Regions from separate parts of the Danio rerio genome. Here all the other regions are linked to region 3. Evidence: chromatin contacts called from public HiCAR-type and Micro-C data. All regions are on one chromosome and are shown on one strand. The core of a region is the stretch at or near the end of the contact, and the rest is flanking DNA. Distances in the headings are between cores, read along the strand shown. Region 1 has its middle 50 kb from the start of uacaa. Region 2 has its middle 52 kb from the start of kif23. Region 3 holds the start of tle3a (TLE family member 3, transcriptional corepressor a).

Region 1 (2,916 bases), core at 84-2,583, 130 kb before region 3:
TTTTTGATACACCTAACATTTGTGGTATTTAGTATTTTATTTTAAAATACATTTCAATGTATTTTTGCCCAACCCTGGTTACTACGAAAAAAATGTGTGTGTATTGTCACAGTATTTTCAATGGTGTAGGACAGATAACAACAAATATTTATAGTTCAAAATAAATCGCCTTATCAAGTCCTCCAGTATTTGGTGCTGTGATGAACAACCACTGTCAATACAACAACAATCTCCATATTCTTAAAAAGCACTTTGAAAGTTTAAATGATAAATAATTATTCACAATATTTTAAGTGCTCTTGATATTGATATTGTACACATTCATTATCATGATATTTTGAATTATTGAATATCAACATGTCTAATCAAATGTAAAAACATTTAGCACAATTTTCTTTAAATTAGTGTTTTAAAACAATTCACACAAAGTATAAAATAATAACAAGAGATCAGTAGTTACAAATATAGTAATAAAATACAATACATATGACATATGAAAAAAAGAAATAAATACAAAGGGGTATTAAAAACAAATCCATATATCCATTTACAAAATAAATGTCATATGTAAGAGTCCTTAAAAAGGGTACAACTTTAGCTCAAATTTGGAGTTGGCTTATTTTCTCTTTTTTTCTGGATGTTTGACTGGCTCTTTCCCTGCCCCACATCTGTTACATGATATTCATTTTTATTTTATCTCACCACAATATAACACTTAAAATTCATTTATTAAAATAGTTTTTATTAATATTCAAGTATAATTTAAATATTTCACATCCAATTCGATATATATATATATATATATATATATATATATATATATATATATATATATATATATATATATATATATATATATATATATATATTGATCGTCGGTTATTTTAATGCATATGCACATACAAATACAGTCTTAGCTATACAGTAAAAAATAATAGGACATATTAATTAATAAATTAATATACTCAGGCTAGGGGCTAAATATGCACCATAGAATAGAAAAGAAAAACATTTTATTTTTAATATTAAAATGCAAAAATGTTACCTTTTTTACACAAGTTACTTTATTTAAAAATAAGACTGCATTCAATGTCTATAAAGAACTAAAGCATTTTAATCTACAAATTGTTTCAATACAGCTGTTATCGATATTCTCCAGGGTCATCAGAGAAAACCATTTCCTCTTTCTGCTGTCTATATCAGGCATAGCGTTTCACAGTGGTATCAAATCTCTTGCTGAGATTCTTCAGTCACGGTGTCAGTGTGTCTGTCTGTGATCATGCCAGCCGTGTTAAAATTAGTCCTGCTGTGGCCATTCAAGTGCTTCTTTAGAGCTTTGTGACATCTGAGTTGAGGGTTGCGTCACTGTTTTTCCCCCTCATTAAGCTTTGGTTAACCACCGATGGATCAAGGCCCTGTTCTCATTCTCTCCGCTTCTGTCCCAGGCCAGCACAAATTACACATGCCTGGAGGAGAAGACATCCCACATTCACACGTCTCACAGGGCGCTGACATTGCCTATCTGTTACAGCACCGCTGAAATGGGAGAAGAGAATTAAAGCGCTCTTCACCCCCAAACCTCCACATTACTGTGTGAAACACTGGAACGCCACAACCACAGGGCATCTGGGGCGTATTTATAGCATCAGCGAGTTATATACTCTGCTGACAGAAATGTTGAAGATATGTTCCAGTCTCGATTATGTGAGATGACTTTGTTTTCATCCTGTCAGGTTCGAGCTCGTTCTGCAGTAATAGTTTTACAGCAGGGTTTTTGTATCTGACTCCTCTCCCCCACATCTCTCTCATTACATAAACCACATAATGAGGCAATCATCTGTCAAATCCTCAGAGATCTTGTAAGGAACTGTCAAGAGCGAGGGATGATTTTTTTTTTGGCCGTTTTGGGAAATAAAATGCCTGCCAAATGCCTTAAATCATGCTTTTAGTGAATTTCTTTTAGCGTTGAAACCATTTAAATGCTATGCCTAAACTATATATAAATAATATATATAGTTAATATATATATATATATAAATAATAAATATATATATATTGGTGGGCATAGATATTTTTTTTAAATGTAGATTAATCTTGGAAGCCAAAGACATTCAGAATATGTGTGCTACCCAAATAATAAGTCTTTGAGAAAGGGTTTCTCAAGCCAGGTGGCGCATTAGACCAGGGGCTCATCTCCTGTTTCCAAATGTATCACAAACTGCTTGAGTAACGGTTCTACTATGATAATTGGTGATAAAAAAAAATAGTTCAATAAGATGTACTTGTGTTTACTAACTGTTTATTTAGTTAAGCATGAATTTTGAACTGTAGGCCTACATAGGCTTAAAACAGATTTTTTGATTACATTAATCTGACTAAAGTCATAACTGAATGAAACAGAAATGGAATTAAAACCTGTGGAGTATGCAGATATTAGTGGCATTTAGGGGTGTCAAAATTAATTTTTTCTTTGGTGCACCTCTATGCAGAAGCGGACAATTCGGTATCGGTTCAGTAATAATCATAACCGGTTATTATGTACTGACGTCATTTATCTCCTATGCGCTCTGTCGCGAGGGAGGATAGCGCGAGTATTTACAACACTCAGCCAACGCAGGGCCGGCCCATGGCATAGGCACCATACTACGAGCACTGCTCCGTTTAAGCCCTCGCAATATGTGTTTAGCCGGGATAGCTCGCGCTGAGAGGAGCTCTCAGCAAGGGACCGTCGGAAAAGTGCTTCTTTTTTTCGTTTTTCTGCTCCGCTCTTAGCGAGCTCTCCCTGTTGCGAGGGCTTAAGTTTGTGTGTGCGTGTGTGTGTGTTTGTTTCTTTGGTGCTGTCTATGTTTGTGTTTGAATGAGAGACAGTGTGGTGCTGTGTGTCTGTGTGTTTATACAGACTTGTTATAGCCTCCC
Region 2 (3,155 bases), core at 305-2,804, 180 kb after region 3:
GAATTGTCAGATGTCTCTGTGAGTGTATGCTGCAAATGACATTTTTCTACAAGACAATTAAATTTAAATAACTAGCTAACTAACTAACTAACTAACTAACTAACTAACTAACTAACTAACATAGTTAAATTAAATTATACGTTATTTTAAGTTTATGTTTTTTATATAAAAATTTATATTTTATATAACCTCTTGGCAAATAATTAATAATACAAACTTGGCTTGTATTTGTTTTACATTTTTAGTTTAACATTTCAGTATACATTTTAGAATTCTATGTGCTCTCTGTCTGTTTACATGTTGTTTATTTCAGTTTTTAGCCATTTTTTTCTGATTTATTTCAATGTGCTCTCTCTCTCCCTCTGTAAACGGAAAAAAAGTTGTATGAATTATGTGTCAAAGTGCTAAATATAAAAAAAAGAGGTATTTTTTCATTGTTTTTTACATTGTGAAAGGCTTAAAGATTTATTTCTGATGTTTAGTTTTGTTTGCGGATATTAAGTTTATTTCATTTTTAATTTCAAATTTGCAAAAAAAAAGAGAGAAAAAAAAAGTTAATTATTAATTTTGTTGTTGGAAAAGCCAAACATACATAACATTAAAAGAAATAATAGAGGAAGAATTTTGTTGAGATGTGGAGCAAATTTTTAAGAGTTAAATCAAAGTGAGAATCAAAAAATAAAAATTATAAGAATGTCAAGAATATTGAAGAGTTTGAAAATATGTGGATTTATAAAGATAGGTTGTGCTCTGTTAAAGATGGAGGACTAATATTTACAAAGTGGCTTGAGTAAAATGAACCTTTGTAATATTGATATTTTGGTATGAAATAATTTTTAAAAATCAAACAAAAAGAGAGAGAGAAATTAAATTGAAGTTTAATACACCTTTATTTAATACAAAATGTTAAACTGTTTTTTGTTGATTTAAACTAAAACAATTTTCCAAATCACACAATGTTTTCATCAAAAAACATGACGTTATTTTCAACCCAAGACAACATTTTTTTACACTCCACATGCCTTCAAAATCTTTCATTGACAAATAAAAATTTTATCCACGCCTTATTATTGCTTTTATAAGCCCTTTAAAAATCAGTTCAACTTTATAACTAGTCCCACAAAATCTTGTACCTCCTAATGTATAGCACAATTTCTGCTTGTCCTAATATAAAATTTAACAGCTCTTTTCCTTTTTCTTTTTTTTCCATCTTCAAGACCAAATACAAACGAAAAGAGAGAGAGAAATCCCCCAATATCATATTTTAAGTCATATTTTTCTATCAGTATTCTCTTTTTCTTATTCGTTTTGTTTTGTAACCCCTAAGCATGCTAACTACAATAATTTCAGGTTGTAATGCTAAAATAAAGTCTATCACTTCTGTTGCCACATCTAGCATTATAATTTTCCCTGCTGAATTCAGCATAGCTCTCATACTAGCTCTCTAATAGCATACTACACTTACTATTTCTGCCATATGGTAATATGCTGTTCTGAATTCAGCCTCCCATTCATTCTTACACAAGTGGTCCATCTCCTCCCCCTGAAAGTGCTGAAATGAGCTGCAGGAGACGCGGTGCTGCCATCTCATGGACAAACACTGCTCCGGTCCACTTCATGCCTTGTTTGAATGGCTTCAGGTTATATTTCCACTCAGCCATGTACGCTAAATGAAGCATATATAATGCAAATGAGAGCCCAAGCGAGAGCAGAGCAGCCGTCTGTAGTGTTGCTGGATCAGGCAACAGAAGAAGACCTCAGCGTCTTTTGGTGGGAGAAATCTGACAATCAGGAAATAAAACATTCATTCATTCATTCATTTTCTTTTCAGCTTAGTCCCTTTATTAATCAGGGGTCGCCACAGCGGAATTAACCGCCAACTTATCCAGCTTGTTTTTGCAGCGGATGCAATTTCAGCTGCAACCCATCTCAGGGAGACACCAGCTCATTCACACAAATACACTACTGAAAATTTAGCCTACCCAATTCACCTGTGCTGCATGTCTTTTGACTTTTGGGGAAAACCGGAGCACCCTAGGGAAACCCACACCAACACGGGGAGAACATGCAAACTCCACACAGAAATGTCAACTTATCCAGCACCGAGGCTCGAGCCAGTGACCTTCTTGCTGTGAGAGCTGCCCACTGAGCCACCACATTGCCTAACTAAAATATGTTTTACTTATTATATTTAAAAATGATTTTTAATATACAAAAATAATGTGTTTATATATTGTATTTAGGATGTTGTTTAATAGTTTTAGGACAACTTTTATAAAACGTTTCGATCCATAGGTTCCGATATATTAAAAGTCTTTTTTGGATATCTAATGTCATTCATTCATTTTCCTTAGCCTTTGTCCCTTATTTATCAGGGGTTGCCACAGCGGAAGGAACCGCCAACTATTCCAGCATATGGTTTACGCAGCAAATGCCCTTCCTGCTGTGACCCAGTACTGGGAAACACCCACACACGCACTCACAGGCCAATTTATTTTATTCAATTCACTTAAAGCCCATGTCTTTGGACTGTGGGGGAAACCATAGCACCCAGAGGAAACCCACTCTAACACGGGGAGAGAATGCAAACTCCACACAGAAATGCCAACATCAGGGCTAACCACTGAGCCTTGGTGCCACCCATATCTAAAATGTAAACAACAAAAAAGAAACCTACTTTAAATATACTCTAAAAAGCTCCTCTGGACACATTAGGAAAGATCTTGATTACCACTAAAACAAACAAAAATCGGGGGAGGCAGTGGCGCAGTAGGTAGTGCTGTCGACTCACAGCAAAAAGGTCGCTGGGTTGCTGGTTTGAACCTCGGTTCAGTTGGTGTTTCTGTGTGGAGTTTGCATGTTCTCCCTGCCTTCGCGTGGGTTTCCTCCGGGTGCTCCAGTTTCCCCCACAGTCCAAAGACATGTGGTACAGGTGAATTGGGTAGGCTAAATTGTCCATATTGTATGAGTGTGTGTGTGAATGTGTGTGTGGATGTTTCCCAGAGATGGGTTGCGGCTGGAAGGGCATCCGCTGCGTAAAAACTTGCTGGATAAGTTGGCGGTTCATTCCACTGTGGCGACCCCGGATTAATAAAGGGACTAAGCCGACAAGAAAATGAATGAATGAACAAACAAAAATCACTGCTACGTTGTAA
Region 3 (3,266 bases), core at 337-2,836:
CAAAGGGATCCCACGTGGGTGCAGCAGAAGAAACGGCACAGGATTGGCCGCTTCTTCTGAGTTCAGACATGGCCGTTGTTCACGGAGATCAAACCTGAACAATCATCGTATTCCCAGCGCTAGCTATCTGTCCATCTTGATGATAGCTCATATTCGTGTAGATGTGCAAAATTATGTTATGAACGGGCACTAGCTTGAGAAATCTGAAAAATAATGTTTTTGTGAACACCGATTGAGCCAGTGTTATTATCTAAATAGATGTGCGACTGACGAGGGGAAATGATGACTTCCTATTTATGCTAACTTTATTTTTAAAGGGCGGCAGATGTACACAAAACAATATAAATAACACGAAAAACGTTCAACTTTAATTTGATGTATAATAACTCGGGACATTGTTGTCCTCCTTAAAGCATAAAGCTATAATGCTAACCTACTTTATGTAAACATTTAACATAACCGACTTAAATAACACACAATCGTGATTCCAATAAACAGTACATTGTTTTTCTTCCCAGAACGACGTCCGTGTCTACACTGAGACTGCATCAGATCTCTAAACAAAGGCATTCACTGTGACATCGGTCCACTTTGCTCAAAAATACCTAGAAATGTTCAACGGCAGCATTACGAGCTACCTGTTCTGATCTAAAATGGCGAGTATGATGTCATGCATCAGGATGCAGTCCCCACGTGGGGACAAGGCTCCACTATTGGTCCGTAGAGCAAAACTCTCCGTTTTCTCATGTGATTGGCTGGCGGGAGGTGCTCTCGCAGTGGCTCAGCCCTCGTGTCAGTAGACTGTCTGTGTGTGGCACAGGGTTGCATTGCTGGACGAAGGGGAAATGCGCGAGCGGCGAAGAAGTAAAACATTTCACTTTTAAACGTCCCAAACCGCTCCAAAATCGGAAGTACATTTTTTGCCTGAGTTTTTTGAGGATTACACGAACATTTTTTCGAAGCGTGGAGTTTGGCGTTTCTTTATTCCTTTGCCTCGGAGAAGCTGAGTCTCACCGAGTCGCTTCGCGTGATAGAGAGCGAGCGCACCAGAGATGTTCGCCACCGTTCGCGTCCGCCAGGAACCGTATTTTACTCTGAGATATTGAAGCGGAGATTGACATTTCTGAAGTTACGGGAACAGTGGAAGTGACTCGGACGCACAAAGACAGGTACGGAGGACTAGCAGGTTAGCTAACGACAATAGCTTGTTATCCAACCAAGCGAGACTTGAAACGCTTCTCACACTCAAACAGTGACTGAGCTCATCACTTATCACTTTGGCGACTCATTTACGAGCTTCTTATTTGGTTCATTCAAGTAAGGTGAAGTGCTAAAAGACAGTTGCCAAACAAAGAAAAACGCCTGATTTCCGCTTAATTTCCTTGTGTATTAGTAACAAATGTTTGGCTTCGAGTTGTTTTCTCCCCTCACACAGTCAATTGTTTTGAAAGTGCAGGTGAAAGTGCGTTATTAACGCTCCTTTCAACGCAAAGTTAACATTTCCAAGCGTCTTTTTAACCTCTGTTTGATTGTAACGGTCTCCCCTTCGTCTGTTTGTTTATTTTTCATTGTTTGGGTTCCAGCAGCAGAGATCAGAGAGGATTTTTGCCCCCAGCGTCCAGTGGGCTTCGTGTCCGGCTGATTTTTTACAGTACAGTGGCTTGCCGGTGGACACCCCCTACCAAATAGAGCTCCAATAAATAAAGGATACATTTCAAGATGTATCCACAGGGCCGGCATCCGGTAAGTGCATCTTGAACTGATATGGAACATAATTGCTACATCTGCATCAGTTTAGCTAGAGAGCAGGGGCAGAGCCGCCCGTCCATGACGAACGACATCCTGATGTGCACCTTCATTTGATTTGCTAAGCCCTGGTGCCTGTGATATTGCTTTGAAGTGAAAGAGCTGGAGGTTCCAGGCACAATCAGATGGGGTAAAAACCCCTGACGGTTACTTGTCAATAAAGTAGTTGACGTTGAAATTGTCTTTTGTTCGATAGTCTGTGTTTTCATGTCTTTCCATGAGCACCTGGTTTAGAGAGACTGAAAACAACAGCATTTTTACAGTTGCAGTTTGGCACGCTCAGACCCATCCAAGCGAGGCGACCCCATTTCTCCCGCCGGTGTTTATGTGAGGCACTAAAACGGCGGACCCAGAACTGTAAAGATCCTCTCCCCCCCCCGCCTCTTTTGTCAGGACGCTACTGGTGCTCCAGCTATCTCCCAGATGTCACTGTAGCGTGGATGTCACCCCAGCCCTCATTCAGGCTGAAATATTAGAGCTGCTCTCCCAGGGCCCAGAATGCATTAGAGCCTCGCTCTGCAGTCGGTGGAAAACAAATTTGGTTCTCTGAGGATGTAATTGAGTTTGATTGATGTGATGGCTGTCTTTCAGGCGCCCCACCAGCCTGGTCAGCCAGGCTTCAAATTCACAGTGGCGGAGTCCTGTGACAGGATCAAAGACGAATTTCAGTTCCTGCAAGCCCAATATCACAGGTAATAATTTAGAGTTATGTGGCCGTAAAGTAGCTTGTACAATTACTGCTTACCCTAATTGTGTTTCACAAGCAAAAGGGAGGAACAATCTATTTGATTCACACAAAATGTTTTCTGTAAGTAAAAAAATATATATATGGTAAAGCTGCAACATCATACAGCGTATCGGCACCTTATTGGTGCAAAGCTAATGTTGTAAACACAATTTTAGGCATAATTAGAGTTTATTTGTCTGTTTTCAAATGTATAAACAGTGTTTTCTTAGATAAAGATCTTATTCTTTTCATCTAGCAATGTTTTTTCTATAGTATATTTCAGAGGACATCATGTCTGAATTCACTTTAATATTTTTAAATATCACAGAACATTTGGTGATTTGAAATTGACATATCTTTTCATTTATTGTTTGTTCTCATTAAGATTTTGTGAAAATGTAATTATTTCATGTAAAAAAAAGTGCTTTATTGATGTAGTGTTGAATAAATGAGGTAGGGGTGTGTGATGTATATTGGTACCATATTAGTCCATAATGTGAATTTTTATAGATTTAATAGTTTTCAGACATTACTTTAGCTAAAGGTATAGTTCTTGATTACAATAAATAAGAAGGTTTTATTTAATTTAAGAAGGCATTTGGTATATTGATTATTATCATGTACACATTTGCTTCAACATATACAAGCAAATATTTTGTGCCAATAATTATAATTGATATTATTATTATTTTTAGCTTTGCAAAAATGTTATTTTTGGTCAAATTAACTACAA

What was found. A called contact is a pair of places that touch in the nucleus more often than the background predicts. HiCAR-type assays count read pairs that join an accessible place to other places.
Region 1: a contact with region 3 is called in a HiCAR-type map of caudal fin, with 4 times the contacts expected there. The contact joins the enhancer-like site here to the promoter of tle3a in region 3. A contact is called at or near these places in 4 of 18 Hi-C or Micro-C datasets (caudal fin, embryo, hematopoietic stem cells and 1 more) and 2 of 4 datasets of contacts at active chromatin or transcription factors (caudal fin and gastrula embryo).
Region 2: a contact with region 3 is called in a Micro-C map of caudal fin, with 4 times the contacts expected there. The contact joins the enhancer-like site here to the promoter of tle3a in region 3. A contact is called at or near these places in 3 of 18 Hi-C or Micro-C datasets (caudal fin, hematopoietic stem cells and skeletal muscle) and 2 of 4 datasets of contacts at active chromatin or transcription factors (caudal fin and embryo).

Annotation. Positions count from the first base shown.
Region 1 is chr18:21,484,583-21,487,498 of GRCz12tu, forward strand. No RefSeq gene overlaps it. Among named protein-coding and RNA genes, the nearest start is that of uacaa, 50 kb to the left of the region's middle. Within about 2 kb of position 1,334, at least 21 of the 62 cell types and tissues checked have an H3K27ac peak or open chromatin away from gene starts, as enhancers often do. A contact at or near this core is called in caudal fin, where this site is marked.
Region 2 is chr18:21,793,622-21,796,776 of GRCz12tu, forward strand. No RefSeq gene overlaps it. Among named protein-coding and RNA genes, the nearest start is that of kif23, 52 kb to the right of the region's middle. Within about 2 kb of position 1,555, at least 4 of the 62 cell types and tissues checked have an H3K27ac peak or open chromatin away from gene starts, as enhancers often do.
Region 3 is chr18:21,613,669-21,616,934 of GRCz12tu, forward strand. It overlaps tle3a (TLE family member 3, transcriptional corepressor a), which reads left to right and starts at 1,587. Exons shown (of 20, transcript NM_131012.2): 1 at 1,587-1,743; 2 at 2,398-2,498. The coding sequence starts at 1,720.